Regions from separate parts of the Mus musculus genome. Here regions 1, 2, 4 and 5 are each linked to region 3. A link is a contact called in public HiChIP or PLAC-seq and promoter capture Hi-C data. All regions are on one chromosome and are shown on one strand. The core of a region is the stretch at or near the end of the contact, and the rest is flanking DNA. Distances in the headings are between cores, read along the strand shown. Region 1 overlaps D830013O20Rik (RIKEN cDNA D830013O20 gene). Region 2 overlaps Mnat1 (menage a trois 1). Region 3 holds the start of Six4 (sine oculis-related homeobox 4). Region 4 overlaps Slc38a6 (solute carrier family 38, member 6). Region 5 overlaps Mnat1 (menage a trois 1).

The links. Promoter capture Hi-C pulls out the DNA fragments that hold promoters and counts their contacts. HiChIP or PLAC-seq counts read pairs in DNA pulled down with a chosen protein or histone mark.
Region 1: a contact with region 3 is called in an H3K4me3 HiChIP or PLAC-seq map of embryonic limb bud, with 3 times the contacts expected there. The contact joins the enhancer-like site here to the promoter of Six4 in region 3. A contact is called at or near these places in 8 of 39 promoter capture datasets (the 3T3-L1 cell line, the C10 cell line, the HPC-7 cell line and 5 more), 1 of 484 Hi-C or Micro-C datasets (embryonic stem cells), 8 of 115 datasets of contacts at active chromatin or transcription factors (the NIH/3T3 cell line, craniofacial prominence, embryonic limb bud and 3 more) and 2 of 9 other capture datasets (liver and pancreatic islet).
Region 2: an H3K4me3 HiChIP or PLAC-seq map of neural progenitor cells shows a contact between it and region 3, with 35 read pairs. The contact joins the enhancer-like site here to the promoter of Six4 in region 3. A contact is called at or near these places in 4 of 39 promoter capture datasets (3T3-L1-derived adipocytes, the HPC-7 cell line, macrophages and 1 more), 1 of 15 datasets of contacts at CTCF or cohesin (the NIH/3T3 cell line), 1 of 484 Hi-C or Micro-C datasets (rod photoreceptor), 9 of 115 datasets of contacts at active chromatin or transcription factors (CD8 T cells, bone marrow-derived macrophages, craniofacial prominence and 5 more) and 3 of 9 other capture datasets (adipose tissue, liver and pancreatic islet).
Region 4: a promoter capture Hi-C map of cranial neural crest shows a contact between it and region 3. The contact joins the enhancer-like site here to the promoter of Six4 in region 3. A contact is called at or near these places in 6 of 39 promoter capture datasets (the HPC-7 cell line, cranial neural crest, embryonic stem cells and 3 more), 12 of 115 datasets of contacts at active chromatin or transcription factors (the 230-238 cell line, craniofacial prominence, embryonic forebrain and 9 more) and 4 of 9 other capture datasets (adipose tissue, liver, macrophages and 1 more).
Region 5: a contact with region 3 is called in an H3K4me3 HiChIP or PLAC-seq map of embryonic limb bud, with 2.9 times the contacts expected there. The contact joins the enhancer-like site here to the promoter of Six4 in region 3. A contact is called at or near these places in 4 of 39 promoter capture datasets (the 3T3-L1 cell line, 3T3-L1-derived adipocytes, the HPC-7 cell line and 1 more), 1 of 15 datasets of contacts at CTCF or cohesin (the NIH/3T3 cell line), 4 of 484 Hi-C or Micro-C datasets (muscle stem cells, myocytes, neural progenitor cells and 1 more), 10 of 115 datasets of contacts at active chromatin or transcription factors (the 230-238 cell line, the SCID.adh cell line, bone marrow-derived macrophages and 6 more) and 3 of 9 other capture datasets (adipose tissue, liver and pancreatic islet).

The regions. Positions count from the first base shown.
Region 1 is chr12:73,365,979-73,370,153 of GRCm38.p6, forward strand. All of the region lies in intron 3 of D830013O20Rik (RIKEN cDNA D830013O20 gene), which reads right to left. Among named protein-coding and RNA genes, the nearest start is that of Gm40442, 35 kb to the right of the region's middle. Within about 2 kb of position 1,688, at least 62 of the 459 cell types and tissues checked have an H3K27ac peak or open chromatin away from gene starts, as enhancers often do. A contact at or near this core is called in craniofacial prominence, embryonic limb bud, embryonic stem cells and 2 more, where this site is marked.
Region 2 is chr12:73,239,345-73,243,432 of GRCm38.p6, forward strand. The region is part of intron 7 of Mnat1 (menage a trois 1); the gene reads left to right. Among named protein-coding and RNA genes, the nearest start is that of Trmt5, 45 kb to the right of the region's middle. Within about 2 kb of position 2,752, at least 62 of the 459 cell types and tissues checked have an H3K27ac peak or open chromatin away from gene starts, as enhancers often do. A contact at or near this core is called in neural progenitor cells and stem cell-derived neural progenitor cells, where this site is marked.
Region 3 is chr12:73,110,368-73,114,846 of GRCm38.p6, forward strand. It overlaps Six4 (sine oculis-related homeobox 4), which reads right to left and starts at 2,878. Exons shown (of 3, transcript NM_011382.3): 1 at 1,976-2,878. The coding sequence starts at 2,817. It also overlaps a transcript of Mnat1 not described here.
Region 4 is chr12:73,349,289-73,353,459 of GRCm38.p6, forward strand. It overlaps Slc38a6 (solute carrier family 38, member 6), which reads left to right. Exons shown (of 16, transcript NM_001037717.3): 13 at 1,226-1,350; 14 at 2,463-2,607; 15 at 2,791-2,885; 16 at 3,169-4,171. The coding sequence ends at 3,249. Among named protein-coding and RNA genes, the nearest start is that of Gm40442, 51 kb to the right of the region's middle. Within about 2 kb of position 1,958, at least 23 of the 459 cell types and tissues checked have an H3K27ac peak or open chromatin away from gene starts, as enhancers often do. A contact at or near this core is called in craniofacial prominence, where this site is marked.
Region 5 is chr12:73,266,980-73,271,180 of GRCm38.p6, forward strand. The region is part of intron 7 of Mnat1 (menage a trois 1); the gene reads left to right. It also overlaps a transcript of Trmt5 not described here. Among named protein-coding and RNA genes, the nearest start is that of Trmt5, 18 kb to the right of the region's middle. Within about 2 kb of position 1,717, at least 10 of the 459 cell types and tissues checked have an H3K27ac peak or open chromatin away from gene starts, as enhancers often do. A contact at or near this core is called in embryonic limb bud, where this site is marked.

The DNA of each region.
Region 1 (4,175 bases), core at 438-2,937, 250 kb after region 3:
CTGAGCTCCCTGCCTCCTGGAGTAGGAATGAAAATGTGGCAGAAGTAACAGCTGGTATAAAATTGAAAGATAACTGGAAGGGAACTGAGAGGAAGAGGAAGGGCTTTTGCTTGCAGAGTGAATATTACCAAAAGCAAAGGAAACTACAAGGTATAGTTTAAAGTGAGAAAAATGTGTCTAGCAGCAAAGATGTGTGCAGCAGCAGAAGGCACGCAGGAGGGAGGGAGCCAGGTGTTGGAGACTTCTGGAAGCCAAACTTAACTTGAACTTTGTTCAAGCAGGAGACAAGTTTCATCGAAGGCTGTAGAACAATACCTGATTTTAAAAAAACAGAAGGGGAAGTCACCTGTGCATTGAACACCACTGTCATCTTCCAAAAGAAGCACTATTAGCCTTCAAGGGCTGGCCATGTCAAAACCTATACTTAATTTTTTTCTCAGGCCTTAAAGCTGGTGGATGTGAGGACCTTGTCTGGAGTTTTAGGTGATCTAGCTCAGCCTGAGGTCCTATTACAAAGGGGGTTCCCGTGAACTCTGCCTCCACACTCATCCAGTTGCCTTTGTGTTTCTCTTTATAACTCTTACTGTCCATCAAACCCCGCACTCGCCTCCTCTGGAAGAATTTCCAAGCCTTACGTAGCTTACTCCTTCCCTTTGAAAACCTAACTCTGATGTGTTGAATATACAGTTCATTTCTTTATAGAAAATAACGTGACCTTCAGGAAGGGTTCTACCCCTGCCCTTTCTGTCTCCATTAAAGACCTGCTACCCACCTTCACTTCAACCCTCTCCCAAACCAGAGACTTCACAGGGCAGCACAGTGCCCTCGGGAGAGTCATCCTTCTAAGCGAGAAAGGATTCTTTGAACCTGGAATTCAAACAGGAAATGTAGGATGCAGACCGCCATCTTTCTTTGGCCCCACTTTTCATCAGGGTATGTAGGGCTTCTCCCAGATCCCCACTAAGAAAGAATTACTCTGTATCCGGGTTTCTCTCCTTCCTGTTTCTGGCTTCTGTGGGTTTATTAGTGAATCAGAACTCAAGCTGTGCTGTTACTAGTCTGGGGTCGGGCATTATGAACAGGAAACACTTAAAAAAAAAAAAAAAACAAAGCCTGCAAAAACCATTTTACATTTTTCTGGCTTACTTTTTAAGAACTATTTCTCCCCAATACGTTTTTACTCCTCTCTCCTACCCACGACTAACAGTGGTTGGGACATTGCAACCATTTTGCACACCTAATTCAATTCCTCCAGATGTTAGTGTTCCAGAGCCTTTAAGACACATGATGAGTCGTGGGGAGAGGCCCCATCAAGGGAGTCTGTGGTGCCAGGTGAACAAAGGCACCTTTATCTCCAGGTCCCAACCTGGTGAGAATCACAGCATCGGGGGACTCAAAGCCAACTCTTGTTTGAAAGCAAATTGGGTCTTCCAAAAACACATCCGGGGCTCTGCATACCTGTGAGTGACAGCCTTCTAGGCCCTTGACTAACTGCTGTGTCGGGCTGTGCTTTGGCACGCCAAGTCCTGCCCTCGGGATGCAAATGGAACCAGAGCTCTGAAGCAGGCCTGGGAAGCAAGTCCAGTGGTCTGATTTGCATGGGAAGCTTTACCCTCTGAGTGAAGGCAGCCAAATTCCCTGGGCTCCCCGGCCCTCCGGAAATGCGCCTTACAGGGGCTGGGGGCCCTGGGCCCGACCGCGTGGGTGTGATTTGAATGTTCATCGCCACAGCTGCCGCGCTCAGCCCTGGTCATTGCCATTGGTCCCGCTCCATTTTACTGCCTCGGAATCCTCTTGTGCATGTTCGTGGTTAATACAGCAGCCAGGAGACGCCAGACAGCTCTCAGCACCTGGTTCAAATTTAAGGCTCATTTACACATGATGTCACACACGCATTGTCAGCGCGAGGGAGGTCAGGATGGTTCATTTTGGGAAGGTTTGCATTGTTGAGTCTCTGCAGCACTCACTGCTATTAATGCCTAAACCATCTGACTTGGCTGTCGGGTTTCTGGCATGAGGTAATCCCAGGCACTAGATTTATATGCTGAATGGGAAGCCAGCAAGGGTGGCTAATCATGCTGGTTTGCAGATCTGCACCTCTGGAGCCTTGGGATGGAATTAGAAGGCCACATGGCATGTAGCAAATCACAGGGGTTTCAGAGAGGAGGGGAAATCGCCAGACCTGGAGGCAGGCCTGGGAGGGGCTGCTACCTAAGCCAGGATGCCTGATGAAAGGGTAGAAACCAAAGTACTTGGAACAGGGTCTAGACCAGCCAGTCTTGTGTTTGTGGTCATCATGAAACCTATCTCTCTCCTCATTTCCTATAGAAATCCCAAACCATCTTCTCAGGCCCATTCAAGTCTCATGTTCCATGGAGCCCTCCCTGACCACCTAGCTTATGGTAATTTCTCTTCCGAACGGCCAAAATGCTTCTGTCAATAAAATAAGCAGAGCAACCATTACTGAGTCCTTACTGTCTGTTATCAGCTCCCTGCCCTCTCACGACACTCTAACACAGAAAGCTTATCCTTTGCCTTCTTTAAGGTGATAGAACAGATTCAGGGACAATGTCAGCGCTGACAGGACTCAGGAAGAAGACTGACTGACCCCCAAGACTGGGTTCTGGACCACCCGGTAGGCTGTGTGATTCCGAATCTTCAGTGGTACAAGCTAACAAGGCAGGCTGAGTCCCTGGGATGTGGCACAAAGGTGTTTACAATGATGCTGCTTGATACTTCCTGTCAGAGTCACCGTCCCCTGTGTCCTTGTCCCCTCTGCTAGCTAGTATGCATTTAAATAGCAGTTCAGTCTCCTCAGGGTTTGCTCAGGTGGGAGAATGGAGACCAGCCCCCTTCACTGTCACCAAAGCTAGTTTCCTATGCAAGACACTGAAGTGTTTGCAATATATGGATAGCCACCCTGTCATTTATTATTGTACTATGTCATGTGGTAGCTCCGAGAACACCTTGAAAAGGTAACTGATGGGAGCACCTGAGAGAGTGGTACCCCTCGGAAAGGGTAAGCCAGAGCCAGTCAGTGGGAAGGAGTATGGTAGACACTCCAATCAGAGAGGGCAGCGTGGACCTCAAGGGGAAACTGCCTGCACCTAGGTACAGTTGTGGACATAGTAAGCTGAAAGTGCCCTGAGGAAGGGGGTGGGGCCCAGGTCATACCACAGTTTCCCTGCATTCCTTTTGAGTAGTCTTGAAGACTATCCTGACTCCCACCTTTGGAAGACCCTGCTGAAGTCCGTCAGATGTCTCCTGAGGATCAAGCTGCAATCTATGTGTTCTCTCACCTTGGAACATAGCCACAAACCCTTGAAAAGCAGGCTATTATGGGCCCTTCTCACGGAGCACAATTCACCTTGGTTGAGTGTTCTGTTTGGGAACCCTGCTGCAAACTTAGCTCTATCACGTGCTCCCCACCCTCTTCCTCCTGCTCTCAGCCCAGGAGACTCACCTAAGTAGACTGTGTCTGTGGCTCCTTCACCCCTGGCTCTCCACTGGCTTTTGTTTGTTTTGGGTTTTTTTTTTTTTTTTTTTTTTTTTTTTGGTTTTTCGAGACAGGGTTTTCCTGTATAGCCCTGGCTGTCCTGGAACTTACTCTGTAGACCAGGCTGGCCTCAAACTCAGAAATCTGCCTGCCTCTGCCTCCCGAGTGCTGGGATTAAAGGCGTGAGCCACCACACCGGGTTTAAAATGTTTTTGTTGTTGGTGGTGGTTTTGTTTTGCTGTTTGTTTGTTTGTTTGTTTGTTTGTTTGAAAAGGGTTTTGCTATGTAGCTTGAAATCATGGAAATCCTCCTGCCTCGAGCTTCGGGATCCTGAGATTATAGGTGCTCACCCTTACGCCTTACTCATATTTGTATGTTGAAACGAACCGGCACACCTCAGAACACAGCATATTTAGATAGGACCTGTAGAGAGGTCATTAAATTAAAATAAGAGCCTGTGGCAAGTCCTAACTTAGAGTGACTGTTGTCCTTATGAGAGGAAGAAACGGAAGGTAGTCACAGAGGAAAGACCTATGAGGACATGATGAGATGGTGGCTCTCTGCGGACCAGGAGAAACAAAACCTTCTAAAACTTTGAACTGAAGTAATCCCTGGACCTGAGAGGAAGTGTCTGGGTTTTGTTTTTGTTTTTGTTTTGTTTTTGTTTTTTAAAAGCTAT
Region 2 (4,088 bases), core at 1,502-4,001, 130 kb after region 3:
CCAATCACAAAAGAAGTCACTTGATATGCACTCACTGATAAGTGGATATTAGCCCAGAGTTTTAATTCTTAATCCGAGTATCTTGAGAAGGTCGTGTTCATTTATTTCTTGTGTATATTGTGAACTGAACATTCATGATGGTCATTTGTACATACAAATGTTTTCTTGGTTTGGGTTTTGTTGCTGTGAAGAGACACCATGACCAAGGTAACTCTTACAAAGGCTGGCTTACAGTTTTAGAGGTTCAATCCATTATCACTGGAGGAAGTTTGACAGTGTGCAGGCAGACATGGTGCTAGAGGAACCAAGAGTTCTACATATTGATCCAAAGGCACCAAGAGGCTGACCACACTGGCCAGACGTGAGCATACATATGAGACCTCAAAGCCCCCCCACCACAGTGATGCACTTCCTCTAATAAGGCCACACCTCCTAATAGTGCCACTATTTATGGGCTAAGCATTCAAACAGAAGTCTATGGGGCCAAACCTATTTAAACCACCACAAATGCCCCACTGTCAGTACCATTTCCTGAAAGGATTCCTTTCCTCACTGAACTCCTTAGAGTCCTGTGTTTAACCTTCTGTTCCTAGTAATTTTTAATGCATCTGAGCCAAGCTGTGGGATAGAGTTCTAAACTTTTCCCTGCTCTGGGAAGCTGTGCCTTTTCATGTGTAGCTTTAAGCCTATCTTAAATGGTAATAATGAATATTCAAATATATATTAAATCTGAGAAATTTAGAATGTTGGATGCTTTTGTTTGTTTGTTTGTGTTTATTTGCCTTTTTGAGATAAGATCTGATTATATTGTTGCCCTGGTTGGTCTCTATCTCATGGATTCAACAATTCTGCCAAGAAGCTGGGACTAAACAAATGTATGAATCATTGCACCAGATGTTTCCAAGTTAAAATGTGAAAATAATAAGGAAGCATTTCATATTTTTCTGTCAATTTATAATTAAATCTTGAAATAAATGTGAAATTTCAAAAAATCTGAAACTTGAAAAAAAAATCAAACAACTAAGTATTTTGATGGGAAATACCCACATTCAACCCCAAACAAGCAAACACCTGACCTTCTAATGTCAAAAGGTCTACATTTTGTTTCTTCAAACTTCAAAGTTTTGCATGTAGAGGTTAGAAAAATACAGTGTGTTTTGCTAAATCAAAACTGATTTCTATAGTTACTTTTCCAGGTCAAAAAGTAGAGATCATTAAAGTGGTGTTACTTTTGGCTATGAAATAAAGACTAAGGCCAATCAGTTCTTTGAAAGTTGCTTAGGAAGTTGCCCTCCTTGAAGATGGTTTTGAACAATTCTTTATTATTATTATTATTATTATTATTATTATTAATTTTTTCTAGACTGTTTCCAACAGGTTGTCAGCTTTCCTCAGTACACGTCTGTCACCAGCTTTGTTTCTTTATTCCATTGCACTCCAGACTTACCATAGCGTGTCACCTCACCTCTCCACCATCTCTCTTCTAGATATTAGGGTGCGCTGCATGCTGCAAAGCATGTCAACTTGAACCCTTAGTCACGTGCTCTGACCCCACCATAAAATTATTCTTGTTGCTACTTCATATAATTTTGCTACTGTTATGAATTGTAATGTAAATATCTCTGTTTTCTAGTGGTCTTAGGCGATCAATCCTTGTAAAAAGGAGTCATTCGACCTCCAAAGGGTAGTGACCCAGACCTTGAGAACCTCCAGTCTATCATGTGGGTTCTATGGCTATAACTCAGGTTGTCAGGTTTTCTGGCAAATACTGTCACTCTCTGAGCCACTTTGTTGACGCGCTCCAATCTCCTGAGGCACAGAGGATTGGAAATTAACTTTTTAAACTGTGGAGAAATTAATAAGTATAGTGGATAGTGCCCAGTACCAAGATCTTCTTCCTCATGAAATACATGCTGTAGGCAAGGATTATGACTTATCAGCTATGGCTCCCCCATCTCAGCTGTTGATAGACTAGAGTGAGTGTGTCACGTATATAGAATAGCATAATGCTGGAGTGGCTCAAGCAAGACACCATAGTAATGGACACTGGAGCTCTGCATTTAAGGTTGAATGCGTGCTAATAGCATACAGGGCCATTCATCAGAGAAAGGCTGTGCAGAACCTCAGAAGTTAGGGGGAAACAGTTTTGAAAGAGTGTGATGCCTTTGAGAGAAGTGTAAGTAGTTTAGTCTAACAAGAGCACAGGGTTCTTAGCAGAGAATATCACAGACTAGTTAGGATCAGATCACAAAGAATCTTGTTTTCTATCACAGTCTCTTGGATGAAATAATACTGTCTGCTCCCTTTTTTTTCTGTGTCCTAGATCAAAATAGAAATTCCATTGCTACTTCTATAACTAGACTCTGAAAAATTACACTGTATGAGTGGGGAGCTTAAAGCTGACATGTTGGGTAGTCAGCTTTATGTTTTAGAATGGTATATATGGAAGACATGCTTGAAAGGCCAAGATTTTTTTAAAAAAGAAAAAAAATTTTTAAAGCTCAAGAAAGAGAAGTCTAAGCACTAAACACAGGCCTGAGAGGATGTCTTTAGAGATTTAAAGTCCTCTGCCTCAGGACTCAGTAGCTGGCTTCAGGAAACGGTGTGGCAAGGAAGACGCCAAGCTTTGTCTTGACTGTCAGCATGGCTCTCAGATGCCCTTTCCAGAGAGACGAGGCTTCCCTTAGCTGTGCGGTCTCTAGAATGTACCACCAGACACCGTCTTTGTGAGCTAGTACAATAAACATCTGAATGACTGGTGCAGCTGCTGGGGCCTGCCTTCTCAGTCAGTCAGGACAAGCGTTGCATTTAGTCTGCTGCCAGAGAACACATGCAGCTGCTGCGTCCTGCTGATGCACCGCCAACATTTGCCACAGCTGCTAGGCTGGACCAAAATAGGCAGACTGGGAGACACGTGCCCCCAAAGCTCACTCTCAGCACTGGGTGCAACTCAAGGATTTGATCCATCATAATGTGCATGTGTGTGCATGTGTGTGCATGTGTGGGTGCGTGCGCGTGTGTGCTTTTTAAAAAGTTGATCTTAGATGAGTATTAAGTGTTATGATTGTGGAGTTGTAACAAACCCAATGTCAGTCTTGCCGTGTAACCGAGAACCCATTATTTATGCTGAGGAACCCAGCAGGCTGTTCACACTTTATATTCGGTTGTCACAGAACTTGGGTGTTACTAGAACATTGGCTTGTGTTTAACACTTTGCTGTTTCTGGAATATTTGTAGTTCTTACCAATTTTATTGTTCCCAATTTCACACTGTCCGGTTCTCTTTTCCATTGGTTTCATATTCAACTACAAACTTCCCCCATCCCCAGCATACATGTTTATTTTTGCTTTGTACAAATGCCTTGAGTTTTCCTGTCTTCAAGACTGTTTTCTTCATCTTGCTTTATGATTCACTGCTTTTAGAAGATCAAATAGTTAGTCTCTGGCTCAAGTGGTTAAGTTATTGATGAGTGGAGTAGATGCATCAATTGTACTCATTGTCACATTGTGACGGGGGAACCGCCTTGAATAAGTTATCACTGTTTATGCTTGTTGTTGACCTAAAATAAATGTGCCATTTTAATAAAATAGGCAATGACACAAAATATTTTTTTGTGTGAGAAGACCTCTGTGGTGTTCTATCCTTCCGCTTCTGTTTTCATTAATTTATGGCGATTGCTGTGATCTGGACTTGTTGACTAGAGCCAGTCCTGGCCATATTTATGTCTGAAATAATCCATTGCAGTCATTTGGTGTCTTTCCACTTTTGTAAGCTTATCTTAGTGTTTAAATCATAGCTTCATTTAGGAAAGGGGCTCTTAGATCCCAGTGGCTGCCTTTAGGTGGTGGTTCCTTTTGGATGATCAGGAGATTGGCGTTTGGTCACTACTGTTTCTGTTGTTGAGACAGGGTCTCACTATCTAGCCCTGGCTGACCTGGACCTTACTCTGTAGACCAGGCTGGCCTGAAACTCATATTGATCCACCAGCTTCTGCCCCCAAGTTTGGGAATCTAAGGCATTGTGCCACCATGCTGAGTAAGCCTTTATCTTTTAGATTATCCAGCCCCATCACACTGTTTATTAAATAG
Region 3 (4,479 bases), core at 1,628-4,127:
TGGGCGGGGCAGGACAGAAGCAGTTTGGAAGCCTGGTGAGACTTGGTCCAGCTGAGGATCCAACATCCCAATGTGGTCGGTTTCCTTTCAAGCCGAGGGGAGGGGATTACCCAGGCTTTGGGCTTTGGGGCCAGGAGCGCAGAAAGCGCTTTGATTTATGAGCTGAAGCAGAGCAGCCGTCGCCATTGGTGAGGGTGACTCACCAGGGGTGCGGGTGGGAGGTAGATCCGGAGAGGGGCCTATACCAGGCAACTGGGCTGGGGGTTGAGGGTGTGGAGTTAATGGGGAGGAGGATGAAGTCAGCAGAGCATGGCTCAGGATATGTGTGTGTGTGTGTGTGTGTGTGTGTGTGTGTGTGTAGATTAGATCCTGGGAACTGGGCCGGTTCCATAGCAAAGGTTACAGGACAGCTGGTCAGCATGTGCCACCGGCTTCCTACCCAGTGCCTAGGAGATTCCTTCAGTCCATCTGCAGAGCACTCCGGGGTAGGTGGGGTCTCCTAACCAGTGCTCTTTCTTCGGGTCGCCCCCTCTCTCAAGACGGAGAGGGTGCTCGCAGGTCGCCCGGCATGTTTTGTTTATGGTTACCCGCAACAAGGGTCAGGGCTGCACAGTGCGCCTCTCTCCCTGCCTGGGGTGAGCTGTGGGCCTCCAGCTCCACCCGGGCGCAGGGCATAGTAGCGAGGGAGGGCTCTGGAATGCGCAGGGTGATCACCTTCACCTGGCCCAGGCTGGCTGCTTCCATGGCTCCCGGGTTCCTTCCCAGAGCAAAACATTTGAACTGCATTTTGATTCTCTTCTCCCCAATCCCCGCGGGGAGGGGGCCATCAACCTTCTGCTTACTTTACCCTTACAACAACAACAACAACAACAACAACAGCAGCAGCAGCAGCAGCAGCAGCAGCAACAACAACCACTACACACCTAAACAACAACACACCCACACACACAAACACCCACACACAGCCAAGGGTCTGACTCTAGCAGACACAAAAGAGAAGAACAAAACAAAACAAAACAAAAACCCTGCATTTTATACGAAAGAGAGAGAGAGAGAGAGAGAGTGTGTGTGGGTCTGTGTGTGTGTAGGATGGCTGAAGGAGGACTGAGTGGATAGCTCCCCTACTTCTTTCCTGCTGCCCACCTTATGCCAGCCGGCTTGTCTCCTATTCCCAAAGTCAGTAGGGGATCATGCTGTGTTAGGGGGTCCAAGAAACTGTCCTTCAGTCCTGCCACCTCTGAGGCACTGTAACCCGATCCGAAGTTGTTCAGAATCAGGTTTCAAAACACCGCAGAGACGAGCAGCACCCACACCCCACGCTGCCCTAGCAGCGATGGGAACCGCGGCGGGCAGGGTAAATGATTAACTCTGTCATATTAAAGCCTCGACGTCCCCAGACCCCATCTGAGCCACTAGTCTCCATTAACTCTCCTTTTCCTTCCAGAGAGCCCCTGGTGACCTCCAGGGCAAGCCCGGGCTTCAGTCGAACCCTGGGTACCCTGGAGCGTGTGCGCACTCCAGGCTCCGGGTAACCCCGCGGAGGCAGGGACCCCGGCCGGCGCCGGCAGCCCCTGCGGGCCCAGAGCTGCCGTGAGAGCAGCCTTGCCGGCAGCGTGCGCACACATTCCCTAAAAGAACCAAGGCGAGAGTGGCAACTTCAAAGGCAGCAGGATGGGGGTGGGAAGCCGGGCAGCAGTGACCAGCCGAGGTGGGGGCGGGGACTGGACCTAAGAGGGCGACCAGAAACTTCTGGGGGCAGGAGGGGGAGGGTTAGGAGGGAGGATCCCCCGCCCGCTCGTTGCCACCGTCGTCCCCCCTACCACCCCGGTAGGGAAGCGAGGTGGGGGGCGGGGAGAGGTGGGCAGCCGGACCAGGCTGGTGGGGAAGGTAAGCGCCATGTTTTCGAGCGCTAGGAGGAAAAGAAAGCTGGGAAAGGGTGGGGGGAGGAAGGGGGAGGAGGAAAGTTGGCGCTCACCTTTTGGACTGGGTCTCGGAGGGGTTTCGGTCACGCTGCCGCCGGTTCTTGAACCAGTTGCTGACCTGGGTGAGGGAGAGGCCGGTGATCTTGGCCAGGTGCCGCTTCTCAGCCGGCGAGGGGTAGCGATTCTGCTTGTAGAGCTCCTTGAGCGCGTTGCGCGACTTCTCCTTGAAACAATACACCGTCTCCTCGCCGTCCCAGATGGTGCGGGGCAAGGGGAATTTCCTGCGCAGCCGGTACTTGTCCACGGCGCCCAGCGGCCGGCCGCGCGCTCGCTCGGCCTCGGTGTAGCGCGCCTTGTACCAGAGCTGCTGCAGCAGCGGATGGTTGGCCGACTCGAAGCTGTGGCTCTCGAGGATGCTGTACAACTCAGGGTAGATGCCCTGGTGGAAGGCCACGAGCGCTCGCGCCTTCAGAAGGCTCTCGTTGCCACGTAGCAGATCGCTCTGGGGCAGGGACCAAAGAAACCGGGCCAGGCGGTCCAGGTTGCCCCCCTGCTGCAACGCCTCGCACACGCAGGCGACATGGTCCGGCGAGAAGGCCAGTGGGGGCTGCGCGGCGGCTGCGTGCTGGTGCCTGCCCAGAAGTTCCGAGTGGAGTTGTACCTGATCTGCCGCTCCCGCCGCCGCTGCCCCTTCCTCCCGGCTTACCCTGGAGGCAGCCGCGGCGTCCCCCGGCTCCAGGGGGAAAGGAGCTGGAGCCGGGGGGCTCAGCCCAGCCGCCGCGCCCCCCGCCACTTCTCGGTGCGCCTCCTGTCCTTCCGAGGCGCTTTCCATCCCATTCTCCTGCTTGATGTCCGCCGCACTTGCAATCTGCCCGGTGGGGGAGGAAGAGGACATTTTTTGTTGTTTATTTTCCTCCCTCCCTCACTCCCTCGCACTCTTTTCCTCTTTCTTTCCCCCTCTCTTACTCCTCCTTCTTCGCCTCCCTCCCCCTCCCCCCTCCGGAAAGCCCACTCCCTCCCTCCCGGTTTCGGCTGGATCTGGCCGATCAGGTTTCCCCCAGGCCACGCAGTCACCATTAAGATAGCTGCTAGAGCAAAGTAGTGTAAACGGATAGCTGCTTTCTGCCGTTCCCCCAACGTGACTCCTCCGGTTGCTGCATACTATATGGCACTGGCCGCCCGGCCGGCCCGGCCGAGCCACCCCATTGGCTATTTCGCATTCAGTGGGAGGAGGAGACACCGTTTCTATCCCTGTCGATCACCCGCCTCCCACTCCACCCCTTGCCTTTCCCTCTCTCCCTGACCCCCAGGCACCTTTACCTGCCGGAAAACACCGACATTCTTTTCTGGCCAAGCTTCTGAATGGGCAGTTATTTAGTGTGGCCTGAAAATTGGACAGCTCTTTCAAAGAAAGGCCCAGTGATTCCCAAGGGAATACTAATCGCGTGACCTTAAAGTCTGGACAGCTAAAATTTTAACAAAGAGACCACCCTCAGTATGTAGATAACAAAACTTCAGAGACTAATTCCGAAGCTCCCCAGCACCTCCTCCCCCCACCCCCCAAACTAAGGGATGTCTTTATTAAGGATGTGTATTCAAGAGTCAAGAACAGCACTAAGGAATGCTCTGATAGAGAAGCATTGGTAGTAATGAAAATTCCGGAGGGGGAGATCTTGAAAAACCTTGAAATGAGCAGTGTGTGTAGCCCACCGAGATGACAAAGGCAAGAAGCATTAAAAAAAAAAAAAGGCAGAAACCCTGAGATGGACCTAATACAAATAAGCATATAGAAAATAAACCTGGATGTTTATACTGGGTAAGTAGTATAGAAGAGAGCTAAATTATAATGGACTAGGGCATAAATCTATTTACCATAGTAGAAACATTCAAAATGTGGATACCATCAGCACCCCCCTACACACACACACACACACACACACACACACACACATACACACACACACACACACACACACACACACGATGTGGTGCTGGAATGGATAAATAGTTTCTCTTTGAAGGTGATAGATAGGTCTGGGAAGAACACCATCTCTATATGCGGGTCTATTGGAAGAGATCCGGACAGAATCAGCAACCCTTGCTAGGATTGCTCCGCCAGGGTTGAGGCTGAAGGGAGGAGGTGCAATGTGGCTATCTTCAGTTGGGATTCTGTCCTTCATGGTTTGCATGAGGTCTTAGCTCAGAGAGGGATGGTGAGCCTGTCTCTGGCTACTGTGGGCCAGTTGAATTTGTTTGCATATGCTTCTTCTCAAACTCTTAACAGCTAAATGTCCTCCCCCTAACCTTTACTTCAGGGTGGCCTTGTAGTGTTTCTGCTTCCCAGTCACTCATAACTGCCTATTTCAGCATGTTGTCAGGCAGCTGTTCAGGTCACCTGCTGTCACTTCAATTTGGTGAGGTTTGCTTTCTTCCCATTTCTTCCCTTCCCTTCCCTTCCCTTCCCTTCCCTTCCCTTCCCTTCCCTTCCCTTCCCTTCCCTTCCCTTCCCTTCCCTTCCCTTCCCTTCCCTTCCCTTTTCCCTTCCCTTTTCCCTTCC
Region 4 (4,171 bases), core at 708-3,207, 240 kb after region 3:
TCTTCTCTTCTATACAGCCCGACATCCCAGTCTGTGGGATTTAAAAACTCTGTCCTATTTTAAGTCTAAACTGATCTTTGTCTAGAGGTCCTGAGGTGTGGTTGAACACCATCATTGTTCTTAGGTGACCTGGGTGAGGGGAACAGTGCGAATGGAAGGAAGCTACCAGGTAGAGAGCCTGGTTGGCTTCTCTCAGTCCTATCTCTGAATGGACCTGATTTACTAAGCAAGCCATTTTCTTGACCCTTCATTCTTTCTTTTACGCAAGATGGAAATGGACAGAGCTGATACTGTACACAAAACACTCTGCAGAAGTGTAAGCAATCCCTGGAGTGTGTCCTGCACAGGACATCGTGGAATCTGAGAAACACTGGTGGTGAGGGGTCACTATATCACAAGCGTGGGGTGCTCTGCCTACCCCACACAGTGTGCTCTTAGGCAGACTGCCTGGCACTCTTGAGCCTTCATATCTCATATTGCTATGGTGACCAAATTCACCAGTGCACATGTAAGCACTTTATAGGCACAAGTGTGTAAACCCTTTCCTTAACAGTATGGACAAGTTCTAAGGAGTTTGCTTTGGTTTCTGTTTTGTGTTTCATTTTACTTTGTTTTTGTGATTAGGTCTCACTGGCCTCGAACATTGATAAGTAGGCCAGACTAGCCTCAAACTCACAAAGATTCCTCTGCCTCTCTGCCTCTCTGCCTCTCTGCCTCTGCCTCCCCATAGTTGTGATTACAGCCATGCACCACCACACCTGGTTAAAGAGATATTGTTAATTGTTTTAGTCGTAATTTTGAAGATCCTGTGTGTACTGATTAAAAATTTCTTAAAAGAATACAAAAGCATTTACATGGGCTGGCAAGATGTCCCAGAAGGTGAAAGCCCTTGCCACCAAGCTCAGTGAACCAAGTTTGGTCCCAGAACCAGGTCCCACATGTCCTCTGAGCTCCACATATGTGCAATGGCTCAGACACCCCCAAATAAGGAAGTCAACTCTGTAATACATGTCAGAAAGTAGCATACATCTCAGGACATGCTTAGTATCTTTGTATTTCCTAGTACAGAGAGAAAAAGGCCAGAAACTAATTTCAGAATGGTATCCAAGCCTAGTATAAACCAGTAATGCAACAGAAAATAACTTTGGTATTATTGGCATAGTGGTACAAAGTTTATTATTCGACCCTGATTGCTGCTGCTGTTGTTGTTTTAATTTATTTACAGACAAAGTGGAGTCAGAATTGCTACAAGGTTATAGTAAATACTTGCCACATGATGTTATTGTCATGGCTGTGAAGTTGTGCATACTATTCGCCGTGCTTCTGACAGCCCCTCTAATCCACTTCCCTGTAAGTATGCCTAAAGGTTTTGTTGCTTAGTGTCGTGGCTCCCTAATATGGCAACACTAATGCTTTGCAGACCAGAACCTCTGAATCACATCTAGCCTTGTGTATCTTATTCATTTGTCAGGTAATTGATCCAAGACCTCATACTAGCACATGGTCCCATGAAAGCACAGAAATAACAGTGAGCCTCGACGGACGCTAATCTGTGCTCTCTGAGGTTCCCTTTAGATTTACCTCTCCCTCAGTTTTGTTTCCAATTTAGAAACTATAGTTCTAAAGTTTTAGGGTTGCAGGGGGTGGTGTCTTCCTATATTCTGTTTTCAAAAGAATGTGCACAAAGAAGAGAAAGTCGATTCAGCAAAAATAAGCTCTTCTTGGTCTACAGCCTCTTCCCATAGGGGAAGCTGGTTCACTCTAAGGCTTTATACTCGCTCTAAGATTTAGGAGGCAGAGCAGATTCCCATTCTGCATCCAGTCGCTGCACAGAAGAATCTGAAGAATTTCCGTGAAAATGAAAACAACAGCTTTGGGTAGAAAGGCTTCTGCCTGGGTGTCTTGAACTCACATGAGTTCTTACAGACGGGACCTGCAGGAATCCTTGCCCTCCCTGTGAGACCGCAGGGTCAGGGGTCCGGCCGGGGCTGCAGAAACGTGTGGGCTGTGGCTGCCAGTGGTCTGCCCTGGCAGTGGAAGATGTGGGAATGCTTTTGCATTCCACACCATGGAACAGATAACAAAACAAAACAGAAAATGGTGTTTCTCTTCCATGCCATGTTTTGTTTTTTTATGCTTGAAAGTTTGTCTGTTGAATTTAATGAAAGTTGTTCTTTGTGATTTCGTAACGCAGTGTTATGGCTTGTAATTCTTTAAATTATATTTTCTGGAAAAATCGCCTGTGAAACTTTGTGTGGAATTTAAGAAAAATAATTTTTATGACACTCTCTCAGAAAGGTTTATGAGAATAAAAACACCGCATAATGACAGTTTATGCTGTGTCTGGGGAATACAAATGATTTGGGGTAATAATATTATGGTTACTGTACATGTGCTCCTCTAAGCAAGTGCTGTGCCCTCCATCCTCCACCCTTCGCCTGACCTCCTTCCCCTGCTCTTAGGCCAGGAAAGCTTTAATGATGATCCTGTTCTCCAATTACCCGTTCTCCTGGATCCGACATTCCCTGACCACAGCAGCGCTCAACGCCATCATCGTGGTGCTCGCCATCTATGTCCCGGACATTAGAAATGTATTTGGTGTGGTTGGTAAGTTTCCCACTTTAAAAAAACCCATGTAGTAAAGGGGACGGGGATGTTTCATCAGTGGAAGAGCGTCTCCCAGCACGGGTGGGCTCCTCAGGTTTGGTCTCCAGCCCCACAAAAGCCAGAGGGGTAATAAAGTCATCACTCTCTCAGCTGAGCTCACACGGCCTGTTTCTTCCTCTCCAGGCGCCAGCACATCGACATGCTTGATTTTTGTGTTCCCAGGGTTATTTTATCTTAAACTCAGCCGAGAGGACTTCCTCTCCTGGAAAAAGCTTGGGGTAGGTTGTTTCCAACTGTTTAAAAAGGCTTCTATTTTAAGGAATAGTGTGTTTATTACTGTATCTAAGAAGACAGAATATCTTAATTTACAAAGTTCATTTTAGAGTCTGGCATGATGGCTCATGCTTGTAATCCCAGCTCTTAGGGGATTGAGGCAGGAGGATTGCTGAGTGTTCAAGGCTAGCCTGAGCCACAGCTTGAGACCCCATGTACTGACACTGAATGAAAGTCCGCAGTGGAGAGGACGGAGGCTCACACTCAGCATCTCTTCTGTCTCCACAGGCTTTGTTCCTGCTCCTCACAGGCGCTGTGGTCGGAAGCTTCAGTTTAGTGCTCATCATTTTTGACTGGGTCAACAAATGAAAAAGTTTTTATTATGAAGACTAACTTACCTCTCTATAAACAAGAAGGGATCATTGTGGAAGGTGCCATATATGAAAATTACACTCAGGAAAACTGTTAATAGGGAAGCCGGACAGAGCAGCAATAGGAATTTAGCCATTTTAATTTTAACCAAAATTAGAAATACTCAAAATACTTGAAATGTTCTTAAATGTGCAGAGTCACTCTTTTGTTTGGAAGTTTCATTTTCTGTGTTTTGTTCTGTGTCTGAAGCAGGACCTAGCTGTGTAGACCAAGCTGGCCTTGAACTCACAGCAGTCTGCTATTGGGATTTGGTTCTAAGACAAAGGTCTTAATTTGGTTCCCAAAGCCTGGCTTCCAGGCCTGAGGGTCCCTGTCCTCAGCTGGCTTCAATTGATAATTTACAAAAAAAAAAAAAATTGCCAATGGCTGGACAGAAAAATGGAGGTGGGACTTTTAGATTGTACGGGCAAGGGACAGAGAGGGGGAGAGAAGAATCGCCATGATTGAGGGGGAAAGGGATCAGATTTAAGAGCTGCAGGAGAAAGTTATCCAGCAATGTAGGTTGAAAGGGAAAGCAGCCCTGGGGGTTGGGGGTGGGGTGGGTGGGGCTGCTGCCCAATAAGTAACTGGGCAGCACTCGGGAGGCAGAGGCAGGCGGATTTCTGAGTTCGAGGCCAGCCTGGTCTACAAAGTGAGTTCCAGGACAGCCAGGGCTATACAGAGAAACCCTGTCTCGAAAAACAAAAACAAACAAACAAACAAAACACACACACACACACACACACACACACACACACACACACACACACACACACAAAATAAAACAAAAAACCCATAGATTTAGAAGGTGTTAAGCCAGGAATACCAGAGGGAAATGTATGCTAGCCTCGGAGAGGACTAGAAGTGCCCAGCCATTGAG
Region 5 (4,201 bases), core at 467-2,966, 160 kb after region 3:
AACAATCTACATTCAGAACACCGTAGTGCCCAATTCTTAAGATATTCCTATGTTTATGTCTATTATTTATACAGAATCTATCCTTAGAGGTCAATCTGTAGGGATATCCAACACTGCCACCATACTTAAATAGCCAGGGCTTCTCTGTTCTTTAGTTTATACTCAAATCAAGGAAACATTAGTTGCATTACATGATTATAAATTTACAGTGGGAGCTACTTTATCCTAAAATGCATAGTATAGCCTTGGGTAGCAATACATTGTAGTTTACTTCAGCTGATGTTAGAATCTGTGTAACGGTCTGGACTGAGTAGTAAATCCTGGTGGGTGTGCCTATGGATTTCCAGAGCTAAGCCTTGCTTTTGAGATGGCTTAGACATCTGGCATAATTGCTCTTGAGTATGTTGGTATAAATGTGAAACAGCTTTATTATTGAGCTTCTTTTTCACCTTCAATCCTTATCCACTGGCTAGACCAATAAAGAGTGACGGGATAACCATCCATGGAAGTTATGTTATTAGGTTGGACTTCATGAAGCCATGTGCTTTTATAGTCAGACTACCTGCAGAATTCTGGACAGCATTGGAATCATAGTAGCTTCTTCATTTATCTTTGCATATACAGTTATCCATTCAATCTTATTCTATTGTTGTGCTTAGTTAGGCTAGCACATTAAGGGATATATTTAGTTAAGTGATATATTTAGTTTTAAAGAATGTTGCATTTTAGCACTAGTCTGAGTACCCTATTGTTGTTGTTTTTAGTTGTTTTTGTGAAGTGTTGCATGTGTGTCTGTGGGTGTAGGTATACCTACATGTACACGTGTAGTGGCCAGTGTATTATCCTCAGGAGCATCAGCCACCTCTTTTAAAACAGGTCTCACATTGCTCTGGCTCACCAGGATAGCAAGGCTGGCTCCACCCATCTTCCTGCCTCTACCTTCTTAGCACTGGGATTGAAATATGGATCACAACACACGTATCTTTTATGTGTATGCCAGAAATCGAACTTGGGTCCTCAGCTTGCATAACAAACACTTTAGTGACTAAGTTATCTCCCTGGTCCAATGAAAATATTGTGTAGTTATGGCTAAACATTGTGGGCCATAGGGTAGTGCAGTGCGCGGGATTGAAACCAGGGCCTTGAACATCTTAGTCATGTTCTACCAGCAAGACCATCCAAGCTCATGGGATGAAGTCCTTACACTTCTAAGCGCTCTTGCTTAGTCTTGACATCCGGAGCACAGAACTGTATGGGGCAGGTCTGTTAACTCATGGTGTTAAATGCAAACTTTAAATGGGTGCCCTACAGCCTGGTACAGCTATGAGCCTGTGACAGGAAGATCATTTGAACTCAGTAGTTTGAGGCCATCCCTGGAAATGTAGGAAGAGCCAGTCTCAAAGTGAAGCATGCGGAAAGCTCACTCTGTTCTGCAAGAAGCAGGTCTTATTCTCCAGGCTTCACGGCCTTTCTTACTTTGAACCAGTTCGGAATGCAGGTCGAAACAGGGCCTAGTAATTTAAAAGAGAAGCAACTCATATGAAACCATTTTTATTTCCATTTCAATTCTAAAACTTGTTCCAGGGGCATGTTCCAGGGTTTATCACATAGAGGCTGTGACACTGCTTGTAGTGGCACTGCTGGCTTGCTCTGCACTCTGGCCCTTCCTGGGAGCTCTGTTTGACCAGCAGCAGCAGGAGCTGAGTCCAAGGTGTCTGCCAGATGGTCAGTGCAGGGCTCTGAGGGGAAAGGAAATGGTAAGAGGAGCCCAGACCTGAGGAAACAAAGGCTTTCTGAAGCAAAGCGTAATTATACCACCTACTGGGGAGTAAAAACTGCTAAAAGGGAGATGGAAAAATGATGATTTAACTTGAAGCCCAGAAAACCCATCAAGTCTAATGTTTCAACTCCTTTCTCCTCTAAGGTCCACTGTTCATTTTTCCTCCTCCATCTCCAGAGTCCGGTAGTGATTATGATGCATAGTAGCAAAGGAAGGTGACTTTAGACAGACCATGCAAAAGTTAGAGCTCAAGATGTCCTCTATATAAGAATTATAAACGCTTTTGAAAGTATACTGTTACACTTTATTAAGAAAATACTGATTTTTTAAAAAATTAAATTTAGTCTGTTTTCAGTAAAAATAGGGCTATAGCTACCAAAATAAGCAATCCCACACTGGTTTCTATGTATAAGACTTAATAGATATTTAAAATAAAGCCACGAAAAGCACAACTAGTGTCTTGGCATTGGCTAAGTAGAGCTATTATGTCCAGGACCCAGAAAGCTTGATTTCTCGAAATGAATTTGCATAAGATATATTTCTTGTTTTGTTCTATAAAATTATACATTAAATGTTGTTGACCTCTGACATAGTCCCAAGAGATGTCATTTATAATGATCACAGAAGAAAAAACAGGTGTGGAGGCAGGCGGGGAAGTAGGCAAACCCCTAAGTTCTTGACATCTGGCTCTAGTGTGGCAGATCCTTAAAGAGCTTCGGTATACCAGAATTATTAAAGGATTTAAACAGTGAATAAAACACCAAGAAACAAAACCCTACAACCAAATAGTAAGATCAACTATATTTCTAAATGGAATTAATATAGATTGCCTTGGTTCAAATATTTTGAAACAATTAACAGTAAAAGTTTTGTGCAGTTCTGGAGATCAAAAAGAGCAATCTAAGTAGGGAGGACTCTTAAAGACCCCGGCCAGACATGCTCAGTGTGAGTGACTGCACAGGGGAATGCGCAGTCTTCAGTGCTATGCAAAGAAACTTTAATTGACTTATTTTGGCAATGAGAATCACACAACTTACCGTTAATAACTCAACTTTAACAATATTTGCTCACTGCATTGGATTATGACTGTTCAAGAAGTACTATTTTCAAACACTAATTAATCATTTTAGATAAACTTTTAAAAAATGCATTTATGGCCTCAATGAGTATGACTGTTTATTACATTTTCCTTATAAAAGCTGAACTGTTTTATATACTCTTTATGGAAACAGTGCACCATCATAAATTAGAAGATGCAACTGTTTTAGGTATTTTACGGGGTCTGGGCTTGCCTGCCAGCTGTGCAGCTGTTTCAGGCTTCTCTGCGTAGCATATAAAACGCTGGATGCACACTGCAAGTGTGTGTACTGGACTTGCCAAGCCAGGATGCTGTGACTCAACTTTCCCAGAAGCAAGCCAGACCAAATGCCGTGAATCAATAGTTAGCTGCACATGGACTTTTATTACAGCTGGGAGAGCCAATTCCATTTGTGACAGTTGTTTTCTGACTGTTGACAAATACTGCAGTGCTTGGATTCTACTGGGTCTGAACCAAATGGGACCTTTCTTTTCAGGATCTGGGAAGAGAGTAATGTGCCATTATTCGGTTTGTGAATAAAAATCAGCTAAAACACAAGTCAAAAATGGGAGGATTTAAATTCCATTACTTACTCGTGTGGTTAGCATTGAGTTTGCGGTATAAGGAGTAGAGTTAGAGTTTCTGAGGCAGCTCACCATGTGCTTTGTTTGTTGATAGAAATCCTTTTGGGGTTGTTTTGTTTGCCCTTTTTTTGGGGGGGGGACAGGGTCTGTGTAGCACTGGCTGTCCTGGACACACTCTGTAGACCAGGCTGGCCTCAAACTCAGAGATCTGCTTGCCTCTGCCTCTTGAGTGCTGAGATTAAAGGCAAGCATTACCATACCCTGCCCTAACCAGCAGAATCCTAACAGCTGGCATTTTATTGTGCTCTGGGAGAGTAATAAGAAAATAACATTGTAGTTATGTGTAGATTCAGTCCATTCCTGTCCAGCTCCTGTGAGACTTAAGGCTCTACCTGGAGCTCATCAGCGACACCTAACAGTTTCTGAAGTCGGATGCATCCTCAGAGGCGGGTAGCATGGCATGATTCATGCTTCATTTTATCTCTTCAGGTTTTCATTTCTATACATTTCATATGATCCTGTAGTATGATATAGAGTATCCATTACTAATATTTGTTATAATTTATAAATAAGCTTTGAGGGTAGATGTACAAATAACTTGTATGCTATAAATATACTACCCAAATAGTTTTAAATTTTTGCTCAATAAACATTTATTTCTTTCTCCTTTGACTTTTACCCCTTGGCAGAAAAGCAAAGATTTGAGTTAAGACCATGATTTGTGGCAGTGTGAATAAATTATAGCCAATTCCAGGAGTT